2 separate regions of the Sus scrofa genome follow, and region 2 is linked to region 1. Evidence: chromatin contacts called from public Hi-C data. All regions are on one chromosome and are shown on one strand. Each heading gives the region's core, a stretch centred on a gene start, on an enhancer-like site or on the middle of the called end of the contact. The rest is flanking DNA. Distances are from core to core; before and after follow the strand shown. Region 1 overlaps IL1R1 (interleukin-1 receptor type 1). Region 2 has its middle 24 kb from the start of IL1R1.

Region 1 (2,666 bases), core at 100-2,599:
GAACGAAGGAAATCCTGCCTTTTGCAACAACATGGTTGGAACTTGAGGACATTCAGCCAAGTGAGATAAGGTTGACAGAGGAAGATAAATAATGTATGATATCCCTTCTATGAGGAATCCCCAAAATGGAACTTGGAGAAACAGAAAATAGTGTTGCTAGGGGCTAGGAGTGGAGAAGATGGGGAGATGTTGGTCAAAGGGAACAAACTCCTAGTTATAAGAATAGCAGGTTTGGGGGTCTAATGTACAGCATGGTGATTGTAGCTAATGTACTGTGTTATGCACTTGAAAGTTGCTAAGAGAGTAGGTTGTAAATGTTCTCACCACAAAAAAGAAGTTGTAATTCTGTGATGGGGTGGAGGTTTTTAGTTAACAGTATAGTGGTGATATTGGGCAGTATGAAAATGTATCAGATCAATACATTGTATACTTTAAACTTACATAGTATTGTATGTCAATTATATTTCAGTTAAGCTCCAGACAAACAAAAGAATAATCTGTAAAACTATATGCAAAGATTCACAAGATTTCTGTCCTGAAGAGAAAAATATATGATTCTAGTCGGGGGTGATACTGTGACTTGGTTTAAAATAAACCTCATGTGATATTTGCCATGACCAACTCTTTTGAATAAATTTCCCTCCAGATTTAAGCATTTCTCTAGATTAACACAGCGGGTTACTCTGCTGAGTCATAGGGAGAAGGGGAGGTTACATTTTTGCTATTGTAATAATGTGGGAAATTACACCTGACATCACTCAGCACACTTGGATATTTCTCACCACCCTCCAATTCTGAGATTTATTTCACCACAAGATCAGAGTTCTAAATTTTTTTCCTCCCAGTTGAAATGCTGAAGAAATTTAGATAATGTGACATAGTGTATAAAACTAGGTTCATAGGAGCATGAAAAATGCTGGGGCTGGTGGTGGAGGAGTGGTGGTGGCAGAGACAGGCACTTCCTTTAGTCTGGAACTGATGTCTGGATCATAAATTATTGTTCTGGGGAAACTGGCTGTGTGTGAATAAGGCTCTGGACTCTTCCTCTTCCCAGCCCCTGTCAGCTCAGTGTAGAAAAGTGTCACTTAGCTACACACAAATACAACAAACATCTGTTGACTGTGATCACCTTCTATGGTCTAGGTCAGTGTTTGTCAAACTTGATGGCACGTTCGAATCACCCGGGGAGCCTTAAGAACTACAGGTGCCTGGGCTTCTCCCCCAGAGGTTCTGATAGCATTGATCTGGGTTGCAACCTGGGCAGAAGGATTTTTTAAAATACCTCTCCAGGAGCGGCTGGTACAATGGGGGCTGAGAGCCACTGACCCGGGGAAGAAGACAGCCATAATTTGCATAAATCACCCAAGTCAGCAAGAAGCTGGCTAGTGCAGGGCTGTCCTGTGTGATTGCCAAATCATTCTGCTGGGGGAGTTTAGGTCCATTTCCCAGAAATCCTTGCCCCTGGACACGATCAAAGGCTCTCTGTCCTGTCAGTGTGGTATGAATTTTCTAAGGGATGATGGGTGTAAGTGAAGTAAATGTAACCTCTTTCATCTCTGGCAAAGATTTAAATGTCTACTCTGCTCAAGCTATGGTTGGTCAGGGAAAGAGCTTACCTTTCGTCATTTGATGAATATCAGGGAGGGAAGTCATCCTTGCAGACTGAGTGGTGCTGGTGCCGCTGAGGATGGGGAAGTGAAGCTGAGGGCTCAGAGGAGGTGGAGTCCTGTGTTCCCTGGTGGATGGGGTGGGACCCTAGAATGCTCTCTGGCAGAAGTGTGCAGCATTGGGATGGGTCTCGATGGAAGGGGAGGAGGAGGACTTGAGCTGAAGGAGGGAGAAGGATTGACATTCTGGGCAGAAGGAAAGAGGGAGCGATTGGGAAACTGGCAAAGAGGCTGAGCTGTGATTTGACCTCAGCCAAAAAGCATCACGTCAGGGAGGGGCACTAGCTCAGGAAAGTGGAGTTCTGAGCTAGGAAGGGAGGTGAGGAGGGTCTGGAGCTGAGAGCAAAGTGTCTGGGCTTCATCCAGAGCAGTAGGGGGCCCTGCACGGGGGTTCTCCCTGCCAAGGCTGACGTGTAGGACAGGTGGGGGCTTGCCCAGCACCATGTATCCAGCTAATCTGGTTGCTTTAGAAGAACAGTGTGTTCTGGTCTGACCACCTCGTTTGACGAGGGGGGAAAAAAGCATATGCAGGTTATACATGTCAGTTTTGCATCCACAAGGTGGGCATGTTATTGCATGGACACAGTTCAGACTTTTCCTGGTTGCTGCCTTATTCATCTCTCCTTTTCTCTAACTTCTGAGGCTTCCTCCCCCCTAGTCCGTCTTCTGAGGGAGAAATTTAAGAGCTTCCCACACATAGAATTTTGATGTCTCAAATGGTAATAGCGAAACTCTGAATATAAAAAGATTCCGTGGCCATTAAGAGGTTTGATGATTCACACGGTATTTACTTCATTTTTGGCCACCTTGACTCTTAAGTAAATAGGGTAACTGCTCCCCACCTCCTTTCTTTTCAATATACCGTAATAACATCAAAAGGTCAGCCAGGCTTGGGCATGAATGGACAACACACTTCAGCCAGTGATATTTCTGGATGAATTTTATTGCATCTTAAATGTTCTTTAATATATTTGGAGAATTTGAAGAACATGCCACTAG
Region 2 (2,666 bases), core at 84-2,583, 81 kb before region 1:
CCGACTAGGAACCATGAGGTTGCGGGTTCGGTCCCTGCCCTTGCTCAGTGGGTTAACGATCCGGCGTTGCTGTGAGCTGTGGTGTAGGTCGCAGACGCGGCTCGGATCCCGCGTTGCTGTGGCTCTGGCGTAGGCCGGTGGCTACAGCTCTGATTCGACCCCTAGCCTGGGAACCTCCATATGCCATGGGAGCGGCCCAAGAAATAGCAACAACAACAACAACAAAAGACAAAAAAGACAAAAAAAAAAAAAAGAAACCAAACCTCAAAAATGCTGAGCTTGTTTCCTCCTCCACAATTCCTTCCTGCTCAGCTCAGCAAGGAGGTTGATTTTCCAGGGCTGTAGTCTGGGCTGGCTTTTCTTCTGTAGGGAAGGGGGTGGCCTGGTGGGCCTTGGACTTCCAATTCACCTTTATATGTTATTTTATTTTACTGTCCAGTTTTATTGAGATATAATTGACATATAGCACTGTATACATTTAAGGTATATGGCAATAATGATTTGATTACGCAGTACATGGTAAAATGATCATCACAATAAGTTGAACATACGCATGAACATCCGTCTCCTATAGATACAAAAGTCAAAAAGTAGAATATATATTTTTTCCTTGTGATAAGGATTTTAGGATTTACTCTCAACCATTTTCGTATATAACATAAGGCAGTGTGAATTATGCTTATCATGTACTTATATATTTTATGCCTGGAATTTTATGCATTTTGACTGCCTTCATCCAATTCCTCCTGCACCCCACCGCTCACTCCTGACAACCACAAATCTGATCTCTTTTTTTTTTCTATGTGTGTGTTTGGTTTTTTAAGTATAGTTGACCCATAGCACATTGTTGATTCCTGTTACACAACGTGCTGATTCAGTATTTCTATAATTTCAAAATGATCAGAACAAGTCTAATTATGTTATGCCTGCACACAAAGATAGTACATCGCTATTGACTGTATTCTTCACACTGTTCATGTCATACCCATGACTCATTTATTTTATAAATGGAAGTTTGTACCTTTTAATCCGCCTCACCAGGAGTTCCCGTAATGGCTCAGCAGAAAAGAATCCGACTAGTAACCATGAGGTTGTGGGCTTGATCCCTGGCCTTGATCAGTGGGTTAGGGATCCAGCATTGCCCTGAGCTGTGGTGTAGGTCACAGATGTGGCTTGGATCTGGCATTGCTGTGGCTGTGGTGTAGGCTGGTGGCTACAGCTCTGATTCGATCCCTCGTCTGGGAACTTTCTTCTTTCTTCTTCTCATGTTTATCCTGTTGGGCAACCCCTGTTTGTTCTCTGGATCTGTAACTCAAAAAAGCCCCAGGTGTTAGTACAAGATCATCACAGCCTTGACCCCACTTGGGCTGAATTTTAAAATAAGCTGTTCCCTGGCCTCTGCAGATTTCCCAGGCAAACACTTCTCCCAGAAACAGGTCCTGAGTGTCAGCAGAGCCTCAAGGATGCCTGGGGTGGGGGTTGGGTGGGGGGAAGGGAGGCACAGGCTGCGGGTTCTCAGAGTGCAGACTCCAGACTGGTAGCATCAGTAGGCCTGGAAACTCACTGGAAATGACTGAGCTACTGACGGGGAACAGGTGGGTCCGGGTTCACAATTCCTCCAGGTGGTTCTGAGGCTTGCTCAAGGTTTGAGTCCCCTGTGGTTCATCTGGAATCCATGTCCTGTGCATGTAAATTCTGTTGGGCCAGATACTCTGATAGGTGTGAGTGAGAGCACTCTTCTAACAGTATCTAGGAAACGCTGCCCACCCGTGCATCTTAGCTTAGCATCTGGGTCTTCATGCTTTCCTGAGGGATGCAGGCATCTCTGCAGAGCGCCCAGGCTCCAGGCTGGTTTGGGTGCCTTTCTTCCCCACCCAGTCTGTGTGTCCTCTCCCCTGAGTCGTGTTTCAGGCCCTGTCTCGTGGGTGTCTTGGGTGTGTTATCGGCACAGGCAGTTCTGGGCCAGAATCCCAAAGACCATGACCTCTTGCGTGGAACTTTCTGGGCCTCTGCCCCTTGCCCAAGGGAAGAGCTCTCTTGTGACCCCGCTTCAGAAACCCCCTCAGCAGATCATGGCCTCACCTGTGCCCTGGGACCAGTGAGAATGACCTCCTGACCACGTGCTAGGCGTTTCCTCAGGGTTTGATTGGTCAGGGCCTGGTGCAGCATTTCTCCCACATAACTGTGGTTCTGCTTGGCACGTGTATGTACCAGGCGGGCTCTTGTCTTGGCCACTCACTGGACCATCTGGAGAGATGATTTGTGCCCACTCTCCATCCACACTGCATGGATCCCGCTGCCAGGGGTCTGGTTGATGGGAAACCTTGAAAGCCCTGCAGGTGGATGTAACGAGGGCTTGGCTGGAGCCCTGGTTTAAGCTCTTGGGTTTTCCAGTGCCCTTTTCTAGATGAAGTGCTTTTTATTTTTAGACCAAGCAAACATAATAGAAAACAAAGAAAGCATGCTGAAAGCCTTCCTTCAGTGAATTGTCCTTTGTTTCCAGACCTGGCATTCATTTACGCATTTATTCACTCACTTACTCACTCATCCATCACCCTGACAAACTCCTCTAGATTTTGGTTTCACCTGGGTCTTCCATGGTGAGAGCTGTGCCAGCAGTCAGTTTGGGCTTGCTGGAGCCCCCTGCTCACCTTCTCTTTCTGAGT

The links. Hi-C and Micro-C count contacts between places; a contact is called where the count stands out from the background.
Region 2: a Hi-C map of liver shows a contact between it and region 1, with 2.7 times the contacts expected there. The contact joins two enhancer-like sites. A contact is called at or near these places in 3 of 47 Hi-C or Micro-C datasets (epiblast stem cells and liver) and 1 of 2 datasets of contacts at active chromatin or transcription factors (skeletal muscle).

Annotation. Positions count from the first base shown.
Region 1 is chr3:52,276,009-52,278,674 of Sscrofa11.1, reverse strand. All of the region lies in intron 1 of IL1R1 (interleukin-1 receptor type 1), which reads left to right. Among named protein-coding and RNA genes, the nearest start is that of IL1R1, 57 kb to the left of the region's middle. Within about 2 kb of position 1,349, at least 7 of the 83 cell types and tissues checked have an H3K27ac peak or open chromatin away from gene starts, as enhancers often do. A contact at or near this core is called in liver, where this site is marked.
Region 2 is chr3:52,356,933-52,359,598 of Sscrofa11.1, reverse strand. No RefSeq gene overlaps it. Among named protein-coding and RNA genes, the nearest start is that of IL1R1, 24 kb to the right of the region's middle. Within about 2 kb of position 1,333, at least 5 of the 83 cell types and tissues checked have an H3K27ac peak or open chromatin away from gene starts, as enhancers often do. A contact at or near this core is called in liver, where this site is marked.